Linked DNA regions of Hordeum vulgare: region 2 is linked to region 1. The links are chromatin contacts, called in public Hi-C maps. All regions are on one chromosome and are shown on one strand. The core of a region is the stretch at or near the end of the contact, and the rest is flanking DNA. Distances in the headings are between cores, read along the strand shown. Region 1 holds the start of LOC123440266 (basic leucine zipper 6-like). Region 2 holds the start of LOC123444440 (la-related protein 6A-like).

Region 1 (6,856 bases), core at 582-3,081:
CGGATGTCCGAGGCATTGGTTCTGTTTTGAGATCAAAGCAGAGCAGTGGAGATGTGGTATGAGCAGAAAAGTAGAGATGTAGTTTGAGCAAGTTCATCGCAAAACCCGTGATCCCCTCTTAATAGTGCGGGATCCCTATACTCAAGAATAGTAAATTAAAGGATAGGCTACATCATCTTTTCTCCATCCCGAGCCTTCTTGACATATAAGTCCCGATCTTCTCAAGCCACCTTGGCACATAATTCTCGATCTACTAAGAGTACTTTAAAAGCCATCCTGAGATACACTCAACAAATAAGATTAGTTTCCTATGTATGTGTTGTCATTAACACCAAAACTCGATTAAGGGCATGACTGCACTTTCAGTGGGCCCAACGGCCCACCGGGCCTTGATCTATGCGCCCTGATCGGGGGCGCCCAACCCATTATGGTTGGTGGGCCCCTGTGACCCGCGCTATATAAAGGACGGTGGAGTGTCGGGGCACGAACTACGAGATTCGCCGTCGTCACACCCCTACCGACATACCTATCCGATCTAGGTTAAGCACGGTGCTCACAGGAAGCTCCACCCACGCCTAACCCTCTTTCTCCATCACCGCCGTCGCCACCACACCGATGGAGAACGGTGGGAGCTCATCCGGCTCAGGACAAGGTAAAGTAGAGGATTTGTACCGGATCTATCTATGCCTAGTAGATCCAAGTTCTATCAAAGCCCTATAAACCGAAAAGGAGGGAGTATCTCATCTTTTAACACGCCTTGAAAAAGGTAAACGACGTTTGAGGACGCCGACGTCGTCACCGCCTCACCGGCATCGTCTCTAGTCGACTTCACAGCTTTATCCTAGACCCGCGCACGACCGCCCAACCAAACCCTCAGAATGGTTCGGCCTAGCCAATGGCCCTTCTGTCCCAACCGGCCTGCACAACCCAGACATTTCCTGTCACAGCACAACGGTTGGTTCTCAATTAGAAGCAAGTACATCGAGGTCAGTGAAGAATGAAGATCACTCAATCAGCACATCTCAACTCAAACATGTGTTTACTTGTTCTTGTTGCTGTTTTAAACATGTCATCAGCACGGAGGTCGGTCCTGCCTTTCGTTTGCGAGATCAGAGATACGCAGCATATAACATCCTTGCAGACATAGCAAGGGGTTACGTCTGTCAAGAAGTCACTGGGCTAACATTTTGGAGATGTTATTAACAAAGAGGAAGGGTATAAGGTGTCGTGATAAAGAGAGGGCAGAAGATTCCCGCGTAACATGGAAGCAGAATTAGACGCGGTGAGATCTCTGATCCCGAGGATTTGCGAACATGCTCCTTCTCTGACCAAATGATACGCGCGCACGCAGCTTTCTTTCCGGTGCAAACCAACCTGACAGCAGGCTGACACGCTTTCCCGCCTGTTCCTTTTCCGTCCATTCCAAATGTCTGACACGATCGAACCATGCCATCGGAGTCCGAAACTACTGACGAACGAGAAGAATGTCCATCTCCCTCTCGTAATCGTTATCGTAATCAGGCAAACACAATCAGCAGCTGCATGCCCGTTAATTCAAGGCGCACACGCAGCAGATCAGATCTACTCGTAGCTGCTGCAGCTGACACCCGGCCCGTTTTAGGCGACAACGACGGCTACTTGCAGCTCTCGCCATAGATACACAGGCAGCGAGCTAGCAAGTGTGAGGTAATGATGGGGAGAATGAGATCCATGGACGGACGGACGGACGGACGGATAGATCGATCGACAGCGGCACGTGGACGGGGATTCCTGCCCACCTACTAAAAACCGGCTCGCTTAAAACCGTTCATCCCCACCATCCATCCATCCATCCTTCCCGCGCGCATGCACCACCCCTCCGGCCAAGCTAGCTGGCTCAGGCTGTCCTCATGTTCCAAAAGTCTCGTCCCATGTGACTCCCCGATTCCAATTCCCATCAATCTCCACTCCATCCCCCATCAGCCCATCTCACCTCACCCAAGCAAGCAAAGTGTAGTAGCGAGCGGCGGCCACTCTCTCGATCTATGCCTCGTCTGCTACTTATAAAACAAAGCTCTACGCGCGCCGGCACATCGATCGCATTACGCAGCTCGCTGGTTGGTTACGTTGAGCGGCTAGCTAGCCTTGCCGGAGCTAGCTAGGAGCTACTAGCTGTTGCGCATTGCCGGGCCAGCTCGTCCGCTCTCGACCGTACGTAATGGCGCAGCTCCCGCCCAAGATCCCGATGGCTGCCGGGGCGCACCACTGGCCCGGCGCCGGAGCCGGCGTGGAGCACCACGGCCACGGGCCCGCCGTGGTGTGGGCGGACGAGTTCGCCGAGTTCGCGGCGGCGCGCCGGGGCGCGCACCGCAGGTCGCTGAGCGACTCGGTGGCCTTCGTGGAGATGGCTCCCGGGGGCTGCGGCGGGGCCGGCGACTTCGACAGGCTGGACGACGACCAGCTCATGTCCATGTTCCCCGACGAGGGCGGGTCGACGGCCCCCGGGTCGGAGAACGGCACCAGCGACAGCGACGGCAAGGAGCGGTACGACGACGGGCAGAACGACGATGCTAACCCGGAGGAGCCTGGTGGGCCGGGGCAAGCCACGCCGACCTCGTCCACGGAGACGATCCGCGACCCCAAGAGGGTCAAGAGGTGCGCGCGCAATGCCAATGCCAATGCCGATGCCGATGCATGGATGAGATTCCTTGGTTGATGCATGTGTTGATTATCGACCGAATTATGTGTTTCCAGGATACTGGCTAACCGCCAGTCGGCTCAGAGATCTCGGGTGAGGAAGCTGCAGTACATCTCCGAGCTCGAGCGGTGCGTCACAACGCTGCAGGTACATATATACTCACCTGCTGCTAGTGCTATCTAGGAGTAATTGCTTCACTAAGAACAGTCTAATGGGGCGATCTAGTGCTACTCAATTCTAGTTAGCTAGTCTATAAACAGATCTCAATTCTAGGGACGATACTTAAAAAGCTGACGATACGTACGCCACTCACTGTGCTCCATGCATGCCTCCGACCTCTTGTCGCCCAAAAAGCAGAGTAGAAAACTGAGTAGCAGACTAGCAGTAGATCATAGACATACACTACATAATGCTAAGGAAATCCCGGACACACCACGCATAAGCACAATTTCGGCATGCGTCAGCTCATATATACACGCTCTTTGTCATGCATGCATGCATGCATGCCCAAGAGCTAACGCACACTCGGCCTTGCGTGGTTTTGCATCACAAAATGGGCACGTCAGGCTGTCAGGGCGATTGTATATGTAACGTACGTACCCATCAATTTGGTGTACGCGCGGCATGCCACGACGCACGCCATATACCCGATGTTTTGGGCCGTGCGCACGCAAGACGCAATGACACAACAAACGTATCAATCGCCGCGTGCACTAGACTAGAGGGTTAGATTAGATCGATGCATGGTGCAGGCAGGCAGGCAGCACGCAAGCTAGCAAGATGATGTTGGTGTGAGAAGCCATTACCCATGTGAGGTGGGGAGGGATGATGAATGAGAGAGACCGATGAGTAGAGGGCTCCCCTCTCGTGCGTACGCACAGCGACGTACGGTACCCACCTACCTACCTACCAAGGGCGCGTGATCCAAATGCACATGGCGCTGCGTGGTCGCATCTCGTGTGGAGTGGCGGTCCCTCTCCCGCTCCAATTACACGGCCAGTGAGTGGTACGGCACATGCAGACGCGGCCGCCTCCCGGCCCCACCTAGTAGTGACTGGTGACACATCTGTTTATTATTGTCTTAAGCAATGATGTGAGCCTCAGTGCACTGCTACTAGCATTTAACAACCGTACCGTGGCCACTTGCATGCGGCGCACGTCAAAGGGCATATGCTGCTTGTGTCTTGTGCGTGTATGTGTGTATTCTGTCACAAGCTGAGTGCACATGGAGACGTCACAGAATTAAAGGGAAAAGGAGGATGTTTCGGGGGCAAACCCAGGAGTTAACCTTACAAGTCATCAGTCAAAATTTATACTCCCTCCGTTCTTAAATATAAGACCTTTTAGATATTGCATTATGAACTACATACAGATGTACGTAGACATATTTTATAATGTAGATTCATTTATTTTGCTTCATATGTAGTCTGCTAGTGTAATTTTCTAAAAGGTCTTATATTTTAGAACGGAGGGAGTAGCAATTGACTAGCGGCATGTGAATTAACCTGACTTGATGGTGTGGTTTGGTCCGCAGAACGAGGTGTCCGTGCTGTCTCCTCGGGTGGCCTTCCTGGATCAGCAGCGGACGATCCTCACCGTCGGCAACAGCCACCTCAAGCAGCGGATCGCGGCTCTGGCGCAGGACAAGCTTTTCAAGGACGGTGAGTGCTCCTACCTCCTGCTCCGTCAGAAAATTCACCAAAGTCATGACTCGTGACTGAGGAATTAACCAAAGTCGTCTTGACCTGCAGCTCATCAGGAGGCGCTCAAGGAGGAGATCGAGAGGCTGCGGCAGGTGTACCAGCAGCAGAACCTCAGGATGTCGTCCGGCGCGGGCGCGGCCTCCGACCACGGCGGGCCGCCACCTGTGCGCGCGGAGAAGGAGCTCATGAGCTAGCCGAGCGATCATGGCATGCCCCTTCCGCCACGCCGCCGCAGCATCATTGACCTGTGAGCGGGAGGGAAACATGGCATCAATGCATGAATGAAACCGTCCATGCCTTTTTTCTTGTTCTTGTTCTTGTTTTTTTTTTTTTTTACCCATTGACCTGTATCATTTTTTGCATACCGATTTCGTTTTTTTTTACTGTGAAGGAAAAAAAAAACAAAGTGTAGCTTCGTTGTAAATTTTGTGTGTAGCATTGCATCCTGTGTACGTAGACTGTTTTCGGTTTAGTTTTGGAGCCGTCGTTTTTTAGGAAAGTTTTTCTTTTTTTGGAAACCACATAAGCACAACTCTTGCTTTGTATCCTCGTACTGATTTTAGCGGAATTGCTCTATGTATTGTTCTGAATCGTTTGTTTCCCGGTAAATGTATGTGTGTCCATAGGGCTTATGCTTCTTTTTGTAGCTTTATCTTGTTGTTATGATGCTTCACTTAACTTTGTACTTCCTTCGTTGCAGAACATAAGATGCATCAGTTTTTGTGAAAGTCGCACGTTTATATGTTTGATCAAGATTATAAAGTTAAATAAAATAGCAATATAGGCAATACTTAATAGATAAAGTATGAAAATAATCAAATAATATGGATTTCCTATTGTAGTTGTTGATATATGTTTTTCTATAAACTTGGTCAAAATGCACAAGTTTGAATTCGGGAAAAACTAATACTTGTTATATTTTAGAATAGATGGAATACTCTATTTTTAACCTCTTCCATGTGGTTGGAGGTGCAATAAATCAGATTCTGCATTTCTGCTGCACCACTTCATCTGCAAGATCGATGCGTCGTTTGTTCCATGTTTCTTAAGTTTTGAACATGGCCCACTTCTAGTGTAAAAACGGGTTACACCCTATTTTAGGGCAGCAGCTGGAGATGAATGTTTTTAATGCTTTAAAAACAATTTTTGTTGTTTTAATTTTTGCTCCAAATAGTTTTTGGTGCCCTATTATAGGGCAGCTATTCGAGATGCTCTAAAGGAACATCATAGATTCATGGTCAAGAGATCGAGAGTAGAAAACACGCGTGCATGCGGGGGTGGGGGGGGGTACTTTGTTTGTGTTTCTCTTGCGAAAGGTAGGGCGAGACCTTGGCGCTGCCGTCGGTTGCAGGGATCTCCCTTCCTCCTCCACTGGTGGGTTGTGGTGTGGGCATCATGCTCTGACGTGGGCTAAAGGGGACACCTTGCTCGGTCTAAAGGTGGATCCAACTTAACTGTGGCCCTTCACATGTGGTGATGGTGATTGACTTCGTGTCTGGAAGGATGAAAGCGGATGATGCTGCTACTGATGAGATTTCCCGACAGCTGGAGTAGCCGGCTCGCATGGACGCCCCCGTCTACATCAGGAGAGGCCCGATCTTATGGGGGCGATGTCCCCCCCCCCTTGGTGGTGGTGTCCGACAGGTGGCTCGTGTCGTGGACTAGTCATCGGTGTAGGGTTGTGCCCCTTCCTGAGGCGGGCCTTCATGCGTGGAGCTTGGTGTTGGTCACAAGGGAGCCAAGACCGCCCATTTCCCAACTGTGTCCTATCTACTCAAGGTGGAGATTTTAAGGATAGGGGAGAAACATACTTCTGCTCCGGCGGGCGGTGCCCAGGCGTTATGATATTAGTGAGAGTTTTGGCTTAAGAATGTCGGGGTGGTTCTGACGAGTCTTTTAGCAACGCTGGCGGTAATGTCCCTTGGTTGTGTGGGCAATGAGGGGGTGGTGACGGATGTTCCTTGTGGCCGACTATGGTGGCATCCAGATATGGTTGTGGAGACTTTGACATGCTCGCGGTGGTATGAGCGTCTCATCATGGTACGAGAGAGTTGCCGAGCAAAAAAATCAACGCTTTGGCGCCGAAGGCGGCGATGCCTGCGGGCACCTCTTTTCTCTTGAGCGTGTCATTGTGGTTCTCCTTCTCGTGCTAGGGCTTAGAGCGAAAACTAGCGTACATCCCTTTGGACTCGCGACGACGACACTTTGCGGCGTTAGCCTCCTCGAAGCGTCATCGTAGAGCTTAGGTGTGTCTAGTCATGGTGTGTCGTCGTCTGTAGCTTCACTAATGCTCATGCTCGACTTCGTAGTCGTGTCATTTTTATTGTTCCTTTAAGTTGTTTTTGCGGTGCGATTTATGTTGGTTGGTTGTCTATTTGATCTGCATGTATGAGGGATTCCTCATTACAATGTATGACTTGATCATTGTGCTTTATTATAACGTGAGAAGAAAGACTGCTTTGAGGAGGAGAGATCC
Region 2 (6,954 bases), core at 3,404-5,903, 590 kb after region 1:
TACCTTGGCTTCTGTATCTGCCTTTGCGTCCACCGCTAGCATTTGTCCTTTGGTGTTGGCGCACTTCCTGTAGATATGGACAACAGGCAACAGGGTATCAGCTCACTTCTGAAGCTATACATCTAGTTTAGTTTTGCAGCATTTGCACAGCATCAACATGGAAGTGCACAGGCAACAAATGATGCACGAAAATACAGGAAACTAAACCTTCAATCGTACAACAGAGCAGGAATGGTATAAGTATCAAAAAAATCAGACCTCATGGTTAACATCACAGTTCACATTCTCCTTATCTGAAGCAACCTCTCCTGAATCAGCACCACCATTTTTTTCCGATGCCGACTGCTGTACTTCTTTTGAAAACTGGCCCTCGTTGTTCTTTCTCGAAACTGTTCCATGATTTTCTTTCGAAGACTGGATATGCTTTCCTGATCCCACTACACTTCGTTTAGCCAGAAGTATGACTCTCATCCCAGTTCTCCAGTTCCTCTCATCATTTAAGGTGGCCACCTAATGTAATAAAAAATTGAAACATCTTAAAAAGAAGGTAATATACTAGATGTATAGCCTACCCCAACTTGTTTGGGACTAAAGGCTTTGTTGTGGTTGTTGTTGTTGTATAGCTCTTTGATTAGCATCAAATGTTCATTGAATATGAGATAAATAACTTACAGCCTTCTCAGCTGCCTCCACCGCTTCATACTCAACAATGGCATGTACCTGCACAACCCTCAAGTTACTTGATTCAGCACTACAAGATACTTTTCCCAAGATGTACAGATGAATAAAGTTATTACTTAATTAAACAGAATGTGCATATATTTCCATTGAATGATTATTAGTTCCAATAGTGTGGTAGTAATTGGTAAATACAGGTTAATAAAAAATGTGAAGAGTTATGTATTGGCAGGTATAAAATCAAGAACAGACATAAATTATCAGTAAGATCTTAAATATGCCACCACTAACCAGATGTTTACAGCATACCTTATTACTCAACATGAAGTCAGGCTTCTTTGATGCTGCAGATTCTCCAACTGCATGTGGATCATGAATGGTTATCTTCATAATTCTGGTACATAAAAAAGATAAAGTTCAGTTTCAGAATGATATAGCATTAGTTATTAACTGCTTTCAGAATGTCACACAATAAATTACCAACTGCAATACAAGCACAGACTACTACAAATTTCCAGCTAACATACTTGCCAACTGATCCAAATTTCTCCTGTAAACTCTCCAGGGAGAAATCCAGGGGTAGATTTTCCACCACAACAGTCCTTCTCTGAAAATTGGTTTGAAGTTAAAACAGAGTTAAAGAGGATAATGTTAAACATTCCATTACAGAAGGAATCAGAAATTCACCTTCACGTCTTTCAACTCATTGCATGGTAAGGGATGTAACCTTCTGACCCTTTTCCCGTTAGAGCTCACAACCTAATAAGACAATATGACAATTTTGGATATCAAGGAGCACACATATATTCCCGTCTGTATGATCCCCAAAGTGTCAGGAAAGAGAACAAAAGCGCAAAATATTACCAGCTTGGATGATGTCCTAAGGGCCGCTTCAATTGCAGAGTGGTCCTGAACAAGTTTCTTCATTTTTCTAAATGATGCAATAACTCCAAGTGGAACTATTGTAAAGAAGAACACACCATTAGAAGGGAGCATTCCATATTTCTGTGACACACTCAACGAAATATGCATTCAAATCAAACCATAATGCATATCTATTCAATATGAGCTTAAGTATAATAACTGCTGAGCAACACTAAATTTTGATCAAATTTCCTCTTCTGGATATGCTTCAAATGTGAATTGGAGATGGCGGCAAGTTATGAGAAGAGCATCCTTACATTCAAATGGATTTTAAATATGTTACCAGCTATACAAGCCAAACAGCAGTAGGTGTACGGCATACAAACACTTCAATACATTTTTTATTATATATTTCTGCCAATTTAGAATTGCAGTAATACTGAGGAAACACAGCAGTACAGCACAATAGAATTTCACAAATGTAAAACCCAAAAAACGGAATAAAACATAGTTTACATCCAAATGGGTGCTTAATGCAATGCTGTTTAGGGCTTTAGGCTACTTCATAAGTGTTATTTAGTAGTGTGTGCATACAAAATTCCAGCAAATATCATGGATATATGATATATCATGTTCTAGCAAATATCAAACATATATGATGTATCTGTCAAAAACAAAAGCAACTCCCTGTCTTGCAAAAGGAAGTGCAGTATTTGTGCCATTTTGTTTGGTACTCCCTCTGTAAACTAATATAAGAGTGTCTAGATTACTAAAGTAGTGTTCTAAATGGTCTTATATTAGTTTATGGAGGAAGTACTTTGTAACAAGAGATCACATATATTTTCAAATTTCATTTCAAAGGAACTATTTGGTTCAGTCCTCACACCAATAATGTTCCACGAATTATGCCTAAGCAAATTTCCTATTTTCTTGTAATTTGGAAGATCTTTATTTATCCATTTATGTTTAAGGAAGTACGATATTTCATTTGCCGTTCACCTTATGTTGATTTGTGTGAAACTTGAAAATGCGAAGCCTCGGTCACCATCACACAGGACAATACCCATAAAAGAAAAACTAATTCATCTTGAAATTATGGAACTATATTTTGATTAGTACAAACTTTCGTTCCTGCATGCACTGAGCCAAGACATGCCAGACCTAGGTCAAAAATCTGTTTCATTGTAGGCTAAGGGACAACTCAGATGAGTAAGGTACACATCATATTCCTGGGGAGATAATCTTGACAGAGCTACCATGGTGGAAGACCAGGCAACATCTGGCAACCACGGGATCAGATGTATTTATCTTCATGGTCCCAAATCAAACCAAAAGCAAGGCAAAATTAACTACAGAAACCATCAAAAAGAAACTGACAAGATGCTATGCATAGATCTTAAAGAAACAGAAATAAACAATGAAGCCCAATAGTTATTCCACAAGGCACCACCCATGATCTCTACTTGTATGAATAGAATGGAGTGAATCAGACCAAAGTATATGTAACATTCACAGAGGCCTAGACCAGCTTCTCGGCACAACTAAAAAAAGCTGCACCATGAGTACCCATGTAAAAGCCTCATCATAAGTACCTGTCACATTTCATCATTTTCATCTCCATTCTACTATACATAAATAGCTAGGGCAAGAACAAACCATCATGTTTAGACAGGCAGCAATCCTGAGGACTGAGTTTGCAGACCTAGACCATGCACCATGATGTGTAGGCATGCAAAAATGTCCCACAAAACAGATACAGAAAAAGAACTTCAAATTGAATATGTACTGCTAAAAATGCAGGAAATTCTAGCGTTCTAGGGTGTCATTGACGAACAACAAAAGCTTGTTTCTAATATATCAAACAACGTGGTTGACAAATATAATAGTGCTGTTAGAATAAAAACACTCGTTATAAGCAGTTGAAAACAGCCAGAATAGTTCATCATTTAGATGGCTATTGTCTCATAAACATAACCTAACACAGCTAGGAACTGGAATATATCAACTTGTGAGCAACGTGATACAGAGTGTTTTCATCACATGTACTCCCTCCGTTCCTAAATATAAGTCTTTTAAGCGATTTCACTAGATGTCTACATACGGAATAAAATGATTGAATGTACACTTTAAAGTATGTCTATATACATCCGTATGTAGTCCACTAGTGAAATCTCTACAAAGACTTATATTTAGGAACGGAGGGAGTATGTCCTAAAGCAATTGCACACTACTTACCGTTACCAAGGCCCTCCTTGTTCTTCATCACAAATTTCAACATAAACTCATCCGTGGGAAGATTCTCATCGCTGAAGTAGTACTCCACCTGCAAAATTGAAGCATTTTTCTTTCTAATAAGCACGCATTTAGAATATAATTTATGCTTGCACGAACGCAGGATTAAGATTCTTGCGACACGAACTAGAGGTGCTAACTAAATACAGCACACGACAATCAGCACTCTCATGCGAACCAAACATCAAGAACCGGACTGCCATCGGTGTACCTGCTTAACGATCTTGTCGCGGAGCTCGTCCGTAAGCACGACACCAGTGGTGAGTACGTCGGAGGCCTCCAAAGAGGCGTCGGTACCAGGGAGGATAAGGGGATCGTCCCCCGCCTCAAGAGGTGGCGACGGCACCACAACACCGGTGCCAACATTGGTGGCCTCCAGAGAAGCGGTCTCGGAAGTGCCGAGCACGATGAGGGGATCCTCCTCCGCCTCAAGAGACAGCGACGGCGGCTGCAGGAGCACTACACCACCGGCGCCAACCTCGGAGGCCTCTGAAGAAGCGGGTTCGACGGTGTCGGGGACGACAACCGGGTCGTCTTCCATCTTAAGAAGGGACGAAGTAGAAAGCAGGGGCGCGACACCATGGGCGCCGACCTTGGAGGCCTCCGACGAAGCGGCATCGGCGGCGTCGGGGACGACGACGGGGTCGTCCTCCGCCTCCATATCCAGACGCGGAGGTGGCTGCGGCGGGGATTTGGGTGCGACGGCGACGGGGTGTGGAGCCTGGCCGTCCATACCGGAGGGGATCAGGGGAGCCGAGTCGCCCGCCGACCGGTCGCCGCCGCTCGAGGTCGCTGGCGGCTGCGGGGCGGCTGCGACTGCGGGCTCGAGATTGAGCTCGGGTGGGGATTTGGGCTATATACGGCTCGACCGGTGAGAAACGGCCCGCTGGACAAGTAAAACTGGGCCAAAATGTGGCGTTCGTTTTATTTTTGAAAAATAAAAAGAATATCTGGTGCACTAGGCGGTTGTGGTGCTAACGGTGCACCGAACCCATGTTACATATTTTAAAATGTTCAAAAACTTATGAAAACTTTTTATCACATTGGCATAATATTAATGTAGGTTGTCATAAAATTTCAAGTCAAAATCCGGAACATAGCATATAACATAAATTAAACTTTAAATTTGGCTCATTATCACATTAATGTAAAAAAATATCTCAAGAAATTTTATGACAGCATACATTGATATTGTGTCAATGTTTTAGATTTTTTTAGATTTTTAAATATGGTCTATGGCACCCGGTGCATCGGTAGCACCACAAGTGTGGGTGCATCAAACACATTTCCCATGTCGGCCAGCCTATTTGGGGAGTGAATTCGGATTTCCTACTCCCCATGGTACACGGTGGAATACCGCGGGAGCCATGCTTGCTTATTGCAAGACTTAAATAGTGGTTATTTGGATACCTTGTTTGTAGGGAACTCGTTTGACAAAAACTGAATTCATCTCGATTTTAAACTCTGTTTAGATATTGTAACTAATCTACGGATTATTAAAACTAGTTTAGCATATAGGCACAACTTCGTGCTTTTGGAGAATCGACTATGACTTGTTAGGTAATCTACATCACCCACAAAAGAGTCCTAGTGGGTGCGAGAAAATCCGTTTGCTAGCATAATCAGGAGGCCTGGCTAGCACGTGCACGGACCTTAAAGCGACCTAGATCCTATCTCTCTAGTAACGCTTGAATCAGTTGTTTCCAGCGAGTCAGACTCAGTTGGGCGCAAAAGTGGGGCACGATGTGGAGAGCGGTGCACGGAAAATCTGGGCAAAGATGGCGGGAGAGGGAAATCCCCTAGGACGGAATGGAGCGAAATATAGCAACACCCCCAATGTACTTGGTAACTTTTAGCGCTAGGACAAACTGAGAATCAGTTCTTGCCTTGCTCGACCGCGGTGACTCTTAGATCTGCAGAATTAGCGATGGCAGTGTTGTGATGAGTCCAAAATGTATGATATTTTATGGTTATTTTGTGCCTACACTGTAGCCCTTGTGGAATCTTACCACATCCATGCACTGCTTTTTGTCGGTTCTCCCATGATATGTCTTTTGAAGAAAATAAAGTACTATGAAACAAATTCCATAAAAATATGGTGGAATCACGTCAATCAATGTGATTATCACCTACCATAAAAAAATAAAAACATTGGATGCATGATGAGTGATATTTTTACACTCATTTCAATCATGTTTAAATCGAGATATTTCAATAAAAAGGAATATTCGCTCTGATATTGCCACTAATGACTAATGAATGCAAAGGATTCCACAAATCCTCTCTTTGATATCTTTCCACATGAAATGGGCTAAAAAGGGAAGAAATCACATGGGAAATAAGTCGTCGGGAGGCGCCAGGAGGCCACTAGAGCCAAAGACGGTGTTCCATGCGAGCCACATGCTCGCATGAGCGGTCATTTGGCGTGAAAACCGACGAGGTCGTCCACCTAAACAACTTTTATAAAGGGGGGCCCAGTCGAAATGCCAACAGAACGAGCAGTAGGAGCGCGACGAGCACAGGCAAAACATCATCATCATCTCCATCCACAAACCTTAGCTGCCGCCACTTTCATTTCCATAGCCATCTCCACCACCATAGTGCTCTGTCATCTAGTTCATACTTGTAACTTTGCATCGGACAAGGCATCCATTGTAAGACATATTGCAATCAATTAATCCCAAGATGTGTTCTTTAATTATTTCTTCTCGCGATCCGATCTCCGTGTGTGAGTAGTCTCGTAAGGTATGGGGTGAGGCATGAGCCTTGCAACCCTAGGTATTTGGTGAAGGGGTCGATGGAAGTATTTAAGAAGTATTTAACATAACGTTTTGTATGTGTTAAATAAAATTGTTTCGAGAAGTGTCTCTTGTCTTGTTCGCGATCTTCATCCTTGCAGGTACCCGGAATCATGGAGATCGAGCACCAGTGAGGCTAGGAGCAAGGGGACCATGAAGTGTTATACCGACCACCGGTGACGGTAAGGTTTAGTAAGGTAACATGGATCATAAACTTGGTATTCATGAGATGTAGTCATTAAACATCCAATGCTTGTGTCTGGTATTAGTATCTTAATTATTGGGGCAACCTCGCGAGATGGATAGGGCCTTTGGTAGGACA

What was found. Hi-C and Micro-C count contacts between places; a contact is called where the count stands out from the background.
Region 2: a Hi-C map of seedling shows a contact between it and region 1, with 2.6 times the contacts expected there. The contact joins the promoter of LOC123444440 here to the promoter of LOC123440266 in region 1. A contact is called at or near these places in 2 of 6 Hi-C or Micro-C datasets (leaf and seedling) and 1 of 1 datasets of contacts at active chromatin or transcription factors (embryo).

Annotation. Positions count from the first base shown.
Region 1 is chr3H:491,587,477-491,594,332 of MorexV3_pseudomolecules_assembly, forward strand. It overlaps LOC123440266 (basic leucine zipper 6-like), which reads left to right and starts at 1,832. Exons shown (of 4, transcript XM_045116842.1): 1 at 1,832-2,634; 2 at 2,734-2,824; 3 at 4,212-4,338; 4 at 4,429-5,018. The coding sequence starts at 2,198. The coding sequence ends at 4,574.
Region 2 is chr3H:492,178,184-492,185,137 of MorexV3_pseudomolecules_assembly, forward strand. It overlaps LOC123444440 (la-related protein 6A-like), which reads right to left and starts at 4,654. Exons shown (of 11, transcript XR_006631000.1): 1 at 4,046-4,654; 2 at 3,778-3,865; 3 at 1,543-1,637; 4 at 1,366-1,437; 5 at 1,206-1,285; 6 at 988-1,072; 7 at 673-720; 8 at 259-510; 9 at 4-67.